Regions from separate parts of the Mus musculus genome. Here region 1 is linked to region 2. Evidence: chromatin contacts called from public HiChIP or PLAC-seq data. All regions are on one chromosome and are shown on one strand. The core of a region is the stretch at or near the end of the contact, and the rest is flanking DNA. Distances in the headings are between cores, read along the strand shown.

Evidence for each region. HiChIP or PLAC-seq counts read pairs in DNA pulled down with a chosen protein or histone mark.
Region 1: an H3K27ac HiChIP or PLAC-seq map of embryonic fibroblasts shows a contact between it and region 2, with 8 times the contacts expected there. The contact joins two enhancer-like sites. A contact is called at or near these places in 1 of 39 promoter capture datasets (the HPC-7 cell line), 1 of 15 datasets of contacts at CTCF or cohesin (the NIH/3T3 cell line), 45 of 484 Hi-C or Micro-C datasets (B cells, the Ba/F3 cell line, the C2C12 cell line and 27 more), 19 of 115 datasets of contacts at active chromatin or transcription factors (the NIH/3T3 cell line, PVALB interneurons, T-cell acute lymphoblastic leukemia and 15 more) and 4 of 9 other capture datasets (adipose tissue, embryonic stem cells, liver and 1 more).

Annotation. Positions count from the first base shown.
Region 1 is chr6:50,522,014-50,529,333 of GRCm38.p6, reverse strand. All of the region lies in intron 1 of Gm31279 (a long non-coding RNA gene), which reads right to left. Among named protein-coding and RNA genes, the nearest start is that of Gm26289, 14 kb to the left of the region's middle. Within about 2 kb of position 2,158, at least 68 of the 459 cell types and tissues checked have an H3K27ac peak or open chromatin away from gene starts, as enhancers often do. A contact at or near this core is called in the C2C12 cell line, the NIH/3T3 cell line, PVALB interneurons and 3 more, where this site is marked.
Region 2 is chr6:50,353,640-50,360,609 of GRCm38.p6, reverse strand. The region is part of intron 3 of Osbpl3 (oxysterol binding protein-like 3); the gene reads left to right. Among named protein-coding and RNA genes, the nearest start is that of Gm52900, 25 kb to the left of the region's middle. Within about 2 kb of position 5,074, at least 99 of the 459 cell types and tissues checked have an H3K27ac peak or open chromatin away from gene starts, as enhancers often do. A contact at or near this core is called in the C2C12 cell line, the NIH/3T3 cell line, PVALB interneurons and 3 more, where this site is marked.

The sequences.
Region 1 (7,320 bases), core at 909-3,408, 170 kb before region 2:
GCAGAGTGCAGCCACGGCCAGGTCCACTCACCCCAGGGACGGTCTTTCTCCCCGAGTTCATCCACTCCTATAACAGCGAGAGGTGGAGAGGAGTGCCTCCCGCTACTGATGGACTCTAAATCCAGCCAGGCAAAGAGTGAGAGCTAAATGCCATGGTCTCTTTGCTTTCCGCCTTGTCTATTTTTAGTTACAGGCAGCATGGAAATTACAAGAAATCGCATTTCTGGCTTTCCTTTTACAGTTTTATCTAAATGAAGGATTTGTAGTTTCCAACCTTGACAGTAGGAACGGGGGTGGCGGGGGCGGGAGGTGGAGTGGGGCGGGCGGTGGCAGCCCACGCTCTGTAACCAAATAGAGCAGTCTCCAAATCTGCTTTGTTCTAAATTGTGAAAAAATCTGTCTGGTGAAAACCAAAAGCAGACACAGGTCGGTCGGGTTCTGACCGGAATGTGGCTAAGGCGTTGTCCTTTCCTGGCCAATCATATTCTTTTATGGAGCTCCTGGTTTATAATTATTTTCCTTCAAGTCATTAGAAGGGTTAAGATGATAAGTTTTATATTTTATCACAATTTTTAGAAAACAGTCACACCAGACAAGAAATTTTACTTCTGGGTTTCCTGTTCAAAGATGCATAAAATATTCCAGAATATCTGGGTCAGAAGTCTTGAAGTCACCTAGTACCCGGGTTATCAAGCGCTCACTTCCCGTTTCTTAGTCATACTTTAGATTTAAGACAAGGTAAAAGCTATATAAAAACAAAGACTATGTAAAACAAGAATAGCCGGTAAGAAGCGGAGCCAGGGAAATGGCTCAGTGGGTAAAGAACTTGCCTTCCAAGCCCAGTGACCAGAGTCAGGAGTCCCCGGAACCTAAGAAAAAGCCAGGTGTCATAATGAGCACTTGGGTTCTCAGGACTTCAACTCAAGGTGGGAGACAGAGACGGAGACAGAGCCGGAGAAATGGCTCAGAAATGCGTGGGCAAGCTCAGCTAGAAGCAGGCAGGCAGGCAAGGCCTCACCTCAAAAATGAGGAGGGAGCAAAGCCGCAGCAACTCCTGAACGTGTCCTCTGAGAGGGGAGCATGCGTATCCTGCTCCCCACAACCCCACCTCTTCGTTTTCCTCTAAGATTTTTTTTTCAAAGCTCAAAGCAATAATAATTTTCAAAAGGAGAATGTTTAAAGTATTTTTATGACTTCAAAATTTATTTTTTAAGATTATTTTTTTCAACATAGGATTTAATTATGAGATCAATACAGATGTAAAAATGAAGATATATTCAGGGTGTTACTAATAAGAAAACTAGTAAGGGTCCTTCAATCAGCATTGAGCATGAGGAGGCTAGGAAGCATTTTCACAGCCGAGGAACACTGAAGAGTACTGGGGTAGAAGCATAGATGGTGGGACCCTGACCAGCCCTGGGCAAAAATGGTTTTGTATCAGTAATTTGTTTCTTTCAGTCACCAAATGGCCTCCACAGAACCTGAATGGGAAACCCCTAGAGGGGCTGACTTGGGGGAGGGGGGAGTCTAGAAAATACAGTTTCCAACAAAACACCATTTTTTTCTCTGTATCTGAAGCCGGCTGAGAGGAGACTAACGTAAAAATCCATGCTGGCTTGGGACGGGCTGAGAAGCGGTCTCCTTTAGCAGGCATAGTGGAGGCTCACGCCCTGACTCTGACTCAGGTTTAATTTGTCTCAGAATCCAACTGTGAGGCTGATTTGCGAGTGCCACCCACGGATCTCCCAATCCCATAATAGTCCCATAGGAGCGATGACCTTTTCTGGTATTTTCATTATTACGTCAGGGCAGAAACATTTTTTTTTCAGCTACACAAATTTCCCCTTTTATTAGTTTTGAATATTTTCATCTAGTTACACAATTCATTCTTTTCAGGACTTTTGTTTTGTTATTTTAAATATTGAGAACTTAATCTGTCCCTCACCAATTAAACTGTCTGAGTTACTGTATCAGGGAATCTCTCCAGGACCTCACGACCCTCTGTAGCATTAAGCTATAGGAAGAAAAAAAAATCAAAATTAACCACAGTTCTCTTTATGGATCTTAAGAGAGGTTGTAAACTACAAGACAACAGGAATCCCTAGGACCAAGTGCCTTTTCCTGTGGCAAGACTTTGGCCACAGTCCCTTCTGAGACTTGTCTGACTTTACATAACAAAGGAATTGTGACAGCCCAAGTTCAGAAACTCAGGTGGGAACTCAGCCTTCCAAACCCACAGAAGAGAATTAAATTATTAAATGTGACTCTGAGAACCCACTTTCCCCATTGGAAAATACCATCTTTGCCTATATGAAGAGACACCCTCTGACACACACACGCACACGCACACTAGAAGGGGGTCAGCCTTGGATTCTGTGGTGTAGAAGGGAATGTGCGGCCAGAAGGAACTTATTACCTAGTGCCATTCACCTCACTACCACAAGGTGTCGCTGTTGAATCCTAGCAATCCATTCTACTTTGCACCTTTCTGTCCTTTTCCTATTTTAGATTTTTTTTTTTTAAGGGATGGATTGAAGAACAAAAATTAAATCTAAAATTCTGTTGCCAAATGTCATGCTATAATAGGTCATAGTTCACAGGAGAGGCTTAAGCATCGAGTTGCTGCCATCTGGCTCTGCTCCCTCTGGACTGTACCCGCAGGGTTCTCACTCCAGGTGCTCTGAAGCAAGCACATGGGCACAGACACGTGTCCTAAATCCCAAGAGCTTTGACACACTGGGATGTTTGTTTTGAAGTGTGTATTCTCTAGCACCATTGTTTCTTTCTGTTTTAGAGAATCATTCTTAGCAGCAGCCACGCTGCCCTATCGCCCCTTTGCAGAGAGGCCCCTTCACACGGCCTGTCTCACTTCTAGAATCTGTCTGATTTCTCTACTTCCTGCAAGCACTGATCTGATATACTCATTGTCTCCCCTTCCTTGCCTCCATTTTCTTCCTAGTCAGTCTTGTTGCCGAAGTGTTCTCTGCAAACACTGCTTGCCAGACCCGTGGAACAGCTGAACTGCCCTCTCTCACCTGGGTTGTAACGCCTTCCCTCAGGTGCAACGCTCTTGTCTCCCAGTCGCACTCTTCTGGTTTTAACCTCTGGCCTTCCAGAGAGGTTAAACCTCTGGCCTTCCTCTCTAGGCATGTCAGCTCCTCTTGTGGTTAGCTTTAATTGTCAAATTGATACAATTGTATCACTGTAGTAATCCCTTGGGAAGAGAGTCTCAATGAGGGATTGTCCACATTGGCTTGGCCCACGGGCATGTCTGTGGGGATTTTCTTAATTAGGTTAATTGAAGGCCCAGCCCACTGCGGTGTCGGCATTCCCTATGGAAGGGGTCCGGAACTGTATTATGAGGAGAGAAATGAAGTTGAGCGTAAGCAGGCAAGCAAATCAGTACGGAGGCTCTCATCGCCCTCTGCTTTTGATGTGGGTGTGATGCGACCCACTGTCTCAAGCTCATGTCACTGAGACTTCAGTGCAGTGACGCATTGTCACCTGTAATTGTGAACTGAAATAAATTCCTTCCTCCCCTAAGTTGCTTTCTGTCAGCAGCAACAGAAATGAAACTAGAATAAGGTAACGTAATATGGCCCTACGACTTACTGCACTATCAGCATACACTGCCCCCAGATTCTTTCTGCCACTCCAGCATCTGTGTCTGGCTGACTTTTGACACCTCCGATTTCTCATCAAAAGTGTCTCAACCTTCACAAATCAGCACCCGATTCTTCATTTTTCTCTTCACTCTACTCAACCCTCATCCATTTCAGACTGGTGTTTTTGTTTTGTTTTTAGGCATTTTTTATTAGATATTTTCTTCATTTACATTTCAAATGCTATCCCCAAAGCCCCCTATACATCCCCCGCCCTGCTCCCCAACCCTCCCACTCCTGCTTCCTGGCCCAGGCATTCCCCTGTACTGGGGCATATGATCTTTGCAATACCAAGGGCCTCTCCTCCCATTGATAGCTGACTAGGCCATCCTCTGCTACATATGCAGCTAGAGACACAGCTCTGGGGGTACTGGTTAGTTCATATTGTTGTTCTTCTTATATGGTCGCAGACCCCTTTAGCTCCTTGGGTACTTTCTCTAGCTCCTTCATTAGGGGCCCTCTGTTCCAACCAATAGATGACTGTGAGCATCCACTTCTGTATTTGCCAGGCATTGGCATAGCCTCACAAGAGAGAGCTATATCAGGGTCTTGTCAGTAAAATCTTTCTTGCATATGCAATAGTGTCTGGGTTTGGCGGTTGTATATGGGTTGGATCCCCGGGTGGGGCAGTCACTGGATGGTCTTTCCTTCCATCTCAGCTCCAAACTTTGTCTCTATAACTCTTTCCATGGGCATTTTCTAAGAAGGAGCAAAGTATCCACACTTTGGTCTTCCTTCTCTTGAGTTTCATGTGCTTTGCAAATTGTATCTTGGATATTCTAAGTTTCTGGGCTAATATCCACTTATCAGTGAGTGCATATCATGTGTGTTCTTTTGTGATTGGATTACCTCAGACTGGTGTTTTTATGCACCCCATTTCCTCAGGCCAGGCCCTAATGAATCATCACAGATTCTTTGCTCTCAAAATCATCTGAGAACCCAGTTAATTCTCTACTGCTCAGCCTCCTGAGTGCTGGGATCCCATCCAAGTGTATCATTAACAGAGCATTTCTCTCTATCTCCATGATCACACCTTGTAATAACATAGTTTTCATTGTTATAATGAAACATCAAAAGCAGGCTAGTTATGAAGAAAAAAGGATTTATTTAGCCAAAATCCAAACAGCTCAGTGTGGCGGTGTGCTTTCGGGACTGGGTCCCCGGGTAGCATTGTGTGCGGTCTATCGCAGCTGCAGGATTGCTTGAGGGAAGAAGAGTTCACCTTTGGAACTAGAAACCAGAGAGACCGGGAGGGTCCAGCAGGCCATCGGAACAAAGCCCTTTCAAGCACTATTCAGAGAACACGGAGCAACAAGACTGGGAAGAAAACGGAGGCAAGCAAGTAGAGACCGTGAATATATCAGAGCAGTGTTTGCAGTAAGTAGAGAAATCAGACAGAATCTAGAACTGAGGGGAAAAAAAGAGACATCTAATCCTTCTGAGTTCCTGCCCCAGCTGACCTAGGCACCTCCCACTACACTTACCTCCCCAAACTTCCACCTCAAGGACCCAGTCCTGAGGCATGAACTGTGGGGAACAGGTCACATCCAAACCTCCACCTCCACGGAGCAGGTCGGCAAGGTCTTAGCCATTGAGGTGGGCTCACTGCTTTGACCCTGGACCACCATTTGCAATCTATTCTTCACACGCTAAACAAAATATACATTTACCAAAGTAGCAAAATAAGTCAGATCAAGCCACCATGCCCTGCTCAGAACATTCGGCTGACTTCACTTCTGCATCCTGAAGATGATCTCCAGATGGCTCTCTAAGGCCTGCCCAGCCTTAGGGACCCAGCTCTCTGAGACCTCTCCTACTTTAACCTTTTCAGCACTGAAACCTGCTCACTCCACCCCACTTCTTTCAATGGCTACTCCCTTGGTTTGGAATCCTCCCTTCTCCTGGGGTTGGCACAAAGATGGTTTTGCTCTGCTTCGGTTTTCCTTACTGGACCCACCACCTCCTGCCCTTAGGTTGTCAGCATATTTATTGTTTGGTTCCAGGAGGGCAGGACTTCAATGAGTACAGTCCCCCCAGCACTCGGACATATAGTGGATGGGCGCTCCATGGTTACTGAATGAGGGAAAGAAAGGGGGCATGTGTCTTTTTTGAAGACAGGGGACAGATCACTGGGACTGAATTTAAAGCTTTGTTGGAACATTTTGACCTGTGTTGGTATTTCAGAGGGTTAAAAAGTACCACCTGGTCTTGACCAACCTTGTCCCAGTCACCATCTTGTACTGTGCTACCGTTCACCCCAAAGTAACAGGGCCAAGTGCTCCTGGGCTGGGGGCTGCGGAGCCATGAGCCCATCCTCCTTCTCAGTTTATTCACTCAGGCATCTTGTCACAGCAACAGAGGCCGATTGACACAGCTTCTAATCTTCTCACGGCTGACAGTGCCAACAACAAATCAACAACAGTGGCAGGACCAAAACTTCATTTAAATCTATTGCATCTCAATTTTCAGTTTTTTTTTTTAAACTTATTTTCTTAGGACTTTGTAGCAGTATTCTTAGTGTTGCCAAACTTACTGAGGATCTGTGACTACCATGTCGGTGAGCTTCCAAGATGTTTTCTGGGAGCAAATTGATCCCAATAAAAGACTCTCACCAACCCACAAAGGGCTTCTTCATGCAGTCACATTGGCATATGAGTCAGCTGATAGCCTCTGTGTAGCCAGGTCACGCGGTCTGGGATGACTTAGGATGTTGGATGGTAATCCTTAGTCTGACAATATTTCTGCCTGCCACAGAAAAGGCTTCGCTGATCACAGACCACCGCTCAGCTCACGGTCTCAGGCCCATCACTGGGTCACTTTGAGAAAGGGGTCTCTGTCTCTTTAACTCGGGTGTATAGGTGACACAACTAACTGCCCTTCTGTGACACAACTGCTTAGGTATAAATCCATATAAACATAGTCATTTCCTCCAAGATAACCCCTCATGGGTGAGGCAGCTGGGTCCACAGGAATGCTCTAGGATATCCTGGGGAGTCGTGCCTTTTCTTGACTACCCATTGTTGGGTTAAAAGGGGGAGATCTTTGTCGTCCTCCTCGGTCTCAAAAGCAACCCCCATTTCTAATGAAAAGGTGTCATAGTCTTTGGGAGAGAAGGACTTTCTCACATGATCATCAGGGTTTCAGGTCACATCAAGTATGTGAAAACATGATGACAAATGGACAAACTTGCCCCTTAAAGAGAAAGTGTTGATCATCGGTCGCAAACATGCACTGCGAAGTGCGCTAATGCACACTAATTTACTGTGAAGTGCACTAATGCACACTAATTCACTGTGAAGTGCACTAATGCACACTAATTTACTGTGAAGTGCACTAATGCACACTAATTCACTGTGAAGTTCACTAATGCACACTAATTCACTGTGAAGTGCACTAATGCACACTAATTCACTGTGAAGTTCACTAATGCACACTAATTCACTGTGAAGTGCACTAATGCACACTAATTCATGTGAAGAGCACTAATGCACACTAATTCACCCCTAGCCAACAAACAGCCAAAAGTAACAACTGTGTCTGGCTTGATCCTTTGGAAGACAAGTGACTCACAATGCATGTGGACCACTTAGATTATGTGCCGATAACCAATACTTTTTAAATGAACATAGGCTAAAACTCTCTTGAGAACAGTTGCATA
Region 2 (6,970 bases), core at 3,825-6,324:
GTTGCAAGATAGAAGGAACAAAAATGTCATACCTTCTTACTGTTGGCCCCCAATCCATTCACATGGGCTGTTCAGGGGAGTTCCCACCTGACCTGGTGAGTTAGCCCAGTCCTGGTCCCCCAAAGCCTCTCAATTTTGTGACCCCACCAGGTAATTGATGTCACTTAAATTCTTTGGCAGAAGAACTCAACAGGTGACCATCATATCCTCCTTCAAATATGAATTTCAAAACAGACATTTCATGGCTCTGGGGGAAAGTCCTTGAGGGCAGAATAGGTTCAGTGTCCCTGGGTAGGGAAATCCATGTCTGTCTGGGTGTGTGTGGTGGGGCAGGGCCGGGAGGTGGGACAGGGGCTGAAGGAACTCCACTGAGTCCTACTGCACCTGTGGATGTTCTTGTCCAGACAATATGTCCAACAGCAAGATTCCGTGTGTGAGCTGCAGAGCCCACAGATATGTCCTGTTGCTTAGCAGTTATGTCTTGGGCAAGCTACTTTGGACTTTGGTGATGGTCCCCTCTGTGTGATGAGGACACACAGGACACTTCACTCCCTTCATTACTGTCAGGACCGCCATCATAAGAGCTGTGGACACCCACCACACCATGGTAGGCTGCTGTCAGGCACAGTGTCTCATGGGTGTCTCCATCATTAGTAATAGCTATTCCTCCTCCAAGGCCTGCTTACAGAACAACATTTGTGGGGAACGAGGAAATGTGTAAGGGTTGTTTTCATAGCTTGTTAAACCTTTATACTATTTGAGGAATATTTAGCAATATCAGTAACTTCCAAATATATCTGAGGAGCCTAAAAAGAGCTAAAGTAATTATAGCCATAATGCCAAGCGAGTCATCAGCTGGCTGAAGACAGTCGTTGTGTGTGTGCTTTGGATTTTTAAAATGGTGTTCCAATTGTAAAACTGCCTGTGGTCAGCACAGTTGCAATAAGCATGTGTCTCTTCTTTGGAGACCCAAGGCGATTTCAAGCAGAGCAGTGGGACGGCCGACAGCTCTCTTGTTCTCCCCCCACCCCCTTCATCCTCAGCACTGCCTCCCATGATTTCTGAAAGGACTTGGTGACTAGAAGTCTTCCAGTGAGTCTGTGAGGTTCTGTAACCTGTCAGGTAATAAGTCTAGGAGCATTTGGGGGCCTGGATCCTCTGGCGATTTCTCTCCCAGCTCTGTACACCTCTGAGATGGGAGAGAAAGGCCGGTGCCTGTTGGCATGCCGTGACTGAGGATCCCCAGTAGCCTTCAGAATCAACATGGGCTCACCGATGCTCATCCCCTTCTAGAATCTTCCATCCTGAAGTCAGGTTTGTACTTGAGGTGATACCATTGAAGCTCTGCTTCCCAGAGCATGGGTTTCTGACATGATTTAGATGTGCTCTTAGAGTTCGTTTATTCTCACCTCTCTCTTTCTCTCAGACTTAGCATCCTTTCTGTCCTCCTAGGCCAGGCTCCATCAGCCTTTGATGGAGCACTGCCTCTGATGGAGCACTCCAGAAACTAAGGAGTACTCTTCCCTGAGCAGCTATGCCCCTGTTGATTGATTGTTAGATGGTCACCTGCAGAGCTGGACTCTACACATCAGCCTGGTTTTCTCCTTGGTGTCTGTGTCCTTTGGAGTTCTTCAAGACAGCCTGGTCCCTGGTCTTCTGGAAGTGGTCCAGCCAATGACTAACGCTCAGCCCCTCCCCCACCCCTGAATTGGGATATGTGTCCACAGGCTCTCCCCTCCCCAGCCTGTGAACTGAGATGGGTGCTCACAGGATCACCCAATGATTTCCCTTGCATTTGGCCCTCACACACCAGTCTGCCTCTGAATAGTTTCCTCTCTCTCTCTCTCTCTCTCTCTCTCTCTCTCTCTCTCTCTTTCTGTTGCTCTTTGCCCTATTGGCACTTGTAAAACCTTCGCTGAGAGACGCTTAACAAAAGGCAACTCCAGCTCATGTGATTGCAGTCTAAGTATACAGTTGGTCTGACCTCAGAGTGGTTGTTCTGCTGTCAGGTACTTCCACGTGTCCATAGAAAAATCGTGAAAGGTGGTGCTACTGACCTTTAGCCTGTCGTGACAGGTTTTACAAGATCAAAATGCCTTTAAACTCACTGATGATGTGTGTAATCAGCGGCCGCGTGAGTTAATGCTGGACGTTGCCCTCTGGGTTTTAAAAACCTGGTAAAGTGATTACAGACTAATTAGAACAACCTGCTCTTCAGTCCTGCCAGATCCCTTTCCACACTTCTCAGCTGCTGGAAGAATGGAAGTTTCAGTCGGTTCTATTTCTGATATCACAGTCAGCCAGGGGAGCTGAGAACTGGGCATGTGCGAGGGGCCTGGGAGCGGTGCAGCGTGCACACAGCTGTGCTGGAAGGAAGGCAGCAGCGCTTGCGATCCGTGCACTCAGCACTATGGAAATGAACTTGGCCCACTCAAGAGCATGAATCAATGCCTAGCCGCCTTTCTAATCACAAAGCAGCTTCTATCTTGGGCACTTTTTAGACGTTCTGTAAAATAGACTGAACTCAACGCCAGATGACGGCCAGATCGGCCTCGTTTGGGCTTTTGCAGAAGTCTTGAGAAATTGCAGCCACATTTCTCTCTCTGTCTCATGGTCTTGATGACCTTTCAGCCTGATCCATGCAGGATGAGACATTAACCCTGCATATTAGACTCAGTATTAGGCTCAGTGAGCAGAGTTAGCCATTGCAGGACCTTGATGTCTGTGGTGGCCCAAATCTGTCCTGTAGTGTGTCTCTGGTATTCACCTCACTCAGGGTGCATTCCCTATCTTCAGAGCGGCATGGTATATGGAGGGCACCAGGTGCCACTCCTCCACGGACCCTTTAGTCTGGAACACTGGCTCCTCAAATTTATTTTTTATTACATTGGTTTGTGTTTGTGAGTTTCTGTGTTTCTCTGTGTGTATACACAGGTGTGTTTAGGCACACACATGTGCACATATCCATTGCCCTGGCACATGTGCGGCGATCTGAGGACAACTTCCTGGGGTCTGTTCTCTTCTCTCATGGCTCTTCTTCCAGGGCTTGAACTCAAGTTTTTAGGCATAATAGTCACTACCTTCATCCACTGAACCGTCTCCCAGCCTGCGTCTGATTTTTCTGAATACCACAATGAGTGGGCACTCAGTGCCCTTTCCATAGACTCTTGCTGTCAGACTTGCTCAGCTGATATTTACTGAGGACACAGATGATAATAAACAAGACTGGTAAGGCAAGGAACCCACATTCTAGCTGGAAAGGCATGCAGAAGAAGCTAGGTTTTCATTCTTAGTACTTCTCTTCAAAAGAGGGAGGGGCTTTCTTCAGGGAAGAGAAGGTTTTCGTAGAAATAGAATTTCACCAGGGAAGGAGGTTAGACAGGAGTTCAGGCAGGAAGGGGGAAATGGGCAAAGGGTTAGCAGCAGTGAAATGCACGGGCTGATTTCTTACACACTTGTACGCCAGTGACCAGAGAGCTAGGAGCTCTGAGCAGGCCCAGGGCTTCTGAGCTCCTTCTTCCAGAGTCTAGAGGTGGGCCAGGATTCACCCGCAATGTCCCCCCTTACCTTGTTCACTGGAATGTACACATCTAAAGATGGGAAAAATAACACTTTCCAATGAGGGCAGAATAATTAAAATCTCGTAGGCTGTGCCATGGGGTATCTGTGGCACTTGGTAGCTTGACCACAGCAGGAAATATACCTAATTCTCTTCCTCACTTTCTACCTTAAAAAAAAGAATCCTAACAAACCTGCGGTTGAAGGGTTGAAGGCCTCAGCCTCATCATAAAGTGTGTCCACTGTGATGTTAGCCACGGGAACAGTTTCTCTGACTCTTTCAGCACATTTATTAATATCTGCTATGGACTGTTTTAGGTCAGCGAACTGACAAAAGGCTCATGACTGTGTGGATCCAGAACGATCTCTCCAGTCCTTCTGTGGTGTTACAATATTCATTTATGTGTTTCCAACACCCCCGTATTTAGTATTCCTGTGACTCCGGGGGAATGTTATGAACTGTGACTGCAACTCAACCCTTTCCTGTGAAGCCAACGACCTAGTGTCCTTGACTTGATTCGAGAGTTTAATCTATTTTCTTGACTGGAGACTGCACCAAATCCCACGTAGAGAATCCTCTGAGTGGCTACCCCGTATGCGCCACGCTGCTGGAGTTGTGCACAAGGTGAAGAAGATAGTCTCTATGGTAGTTTGGAAAGAAAATTTGAGCTATGGGGCTCAAATGCAAAATCAGCAACTTATGAGCTAATTAAATGATAAATTACCTGGTAGTGCACAGTGACTACTTTACCACTGAGTTGACTCCTGCCGAGCAGACTTAACGGCTGAGCTGAGCTGTTTCTAGGTAACTGACATCAAGCAGGTCCTTATTTACAAAGATGTCTCATGGCACTTGCAGAATCTTTCTGGATGTGGGACACCCTTGTCATTGTGCCAGGCTGGGGATTCATTCAGAAAGTTTCTTATTGTCTTTTTGTCCCTTCACTTGAAGCTGAGATGCAAGAGACTTCTTCCCAACGCTGTCAATCAGCAGTGCCCCAGATTCCCCAGCCTCCGAGGGAACAGCTTCAGGCCACTGTCAGCCTCGGAGATCGAGGCTGCATCTTAGCTGTCACCAGCTAGCTCAGCAGTGACTTAGGAAGAAGCAAGCATTTGAATGATGAAGACAGGGCCTACAAAGGGCCCTTGCACCTTCTCTCCCAGCCAAGGAGAGCCTGCCTTTTCTTCATGGGGTAAATCTGGCTTTTCTGCTCGCCAGCACTTTCAAGTTCTTAACCTTGGAAGAAGATGAAACCTACAAACAGATGACATTTAGCAGGAACATAAATACATGCCCTTCCTCAATTGTTGACTTGAAGGGAGAGCAAACCTACTATAAACCCCAGGGAGGAGAAAACCCTATCTCCAGAATTCTGGGGTACCTCCTTTCTCACCAGAGTCAGTAAAGCCACGTTTGAAATTCTGTTCTTCTTTCCCATTCAGCCATGGGTAAGACCACATCTACGTTTCCCCTACTCTGGGAAGCATGGAGTAATGACTCATCCCTCCTGGAATTTGCACTGAGTGCAACTGAGAGGAACGGAGCAGACGTGGCGGCTGTCCTAGAGTTAGTGCTCTGTGCTTTGCCTTTTGCCTGGGAGTCTGAGGACAACTCGGAAGGCTGATCCACTTGAGTGCTTTCTATAGGACTGGCCGAGGATTCTTATGTGATGGTACCACACACACCCATCTTTCACAAGTGCGGGCCTATTGTATGTAATCTGAAAACAGTCATTTGACCTAAGGACACTGGACACAATTCGAATGTGTGCCACAATATAGCCTTCCGGGAACATGAGCCTGTAGCTTTTGTTCCACAGCTAGAGTTAGTTATCAGGAGCCTCCTGTTCCCAAGGCAGGAGGAAATGGGAGGTGCTCTCAAGGGGCTCAGCCTCATCCACACTACCACGAGCAAGGGGAAGTCCTTGGAAGAAAGGTTTAACACTGGAGTGATGGAGTCAGGGGGTGAAGGAATGCTTTCCTCTGGAGGAGCGGCGTCACTGTGGGGCCTTAGAGAGTCACAGCATTGAAACGGGTAAAGCACGGTTCTAGCAGTGGCTTTGCAAGCTGAAGTGAAAGGTTTCAGGATCGTTTGGTGTTTTACAGGCAGTGTGCTGAGCTGCTTATCACTAAGCAGACAGTTTCCCTGTTATTGTCTGGGCGTAATTGAGCGGCTGGACAGCTGCTGGTGGTTATTATAACAAAATCTCATTCAGTGCTGCTACCTCGCCAAAAAGTTTCTCTAAATTAAACACTGAATAGCACCCACCATCGCCCTTTCAACCATTGAAGAAATCCCTTTTACAGCTCCAGATTCTGAGATACCTACAGTGGTTATTTTTAAAAACTAGGCTGTGTCTTTATCTCCATTCACAGTGAAAAGGACTCAGATAAAAGGCAGTTGATCAAAGAATTCAGTTGCTGATGTAGGGAAGGTTGCTAGAGAGGATGCGCTGGGCTTTGGGAAGGATGGAAAAGAGCCCTGCAGGACCTCTCCCTGCCCTCTGCTCTGGGGCTGATCCCGATATGCGATCTAACTCCTGGCGACCACTAGTTGGCCTCTAGCTGTGCCATCTGCCCAGGGGTGGGAGCTTTGACTCAAAGCCAGAGTCAAACAAGAGATCTTCTCCAGTATCATACGTATGCAAAACTATATTACCCATTGTGAGAGATATTTTATATTGTATCTAGTGTATGTATCCAGACTCAAGTTGTATTCCAGTGTGTGCATTCCATGTGTATTATGTCCTAATCAACCAATCATCATCATCATCAAGCAATGATTTAAGTATTTTAAAAGAAAATTTCAGAATTTTTATTATTTTTCCTTTGATTACTTTTGAAATTTGTTTTCATTTAGTAGGAATAACTTCAATAGCCAATGATGGGGGAATTAATTAAAGCAGCCATTTGTGCTCCTTCAAAACTAAAAAAGAACCCAGGCCCAAATTATAAAGAATTTGTTGTTGTTCGTGTTGCTTGCTCTTTTTTTTCCTTGCTGTGTGACATAGGCAGCCTCAGACACTCAAGTCCTGGGATTGTAGCATGTCTTAAAAAGAAAAGTCTCTTGGATAAGAAAGGGGGGGGTTAAAATTTTCTGAGAGAAAGGGGGAAAAATACTCCAGACAAAACTCTTTCCGATGGTTTTGCGTTTCTGCTACTTCAACCCCTAGAATTTGGAGACAGTTATCCATGGAGCCACTGTTTCAGTCAGCTCAAAAGGTTCCCTAGCTTGCATCCAATTCCATTTTGCAGATACTTCAGTTTCAAATACTTTTTACTTATGTCTATATGTCTCTGTGTGTGTATATGTCACTGTGTGTGTATATGTGTGTATATATCACTACACAGGCGTGTAGTGACTGCCCATGGAGGCCAGTAGGGGTGGGAGGTGAGATCCTCTGGGGTTAGA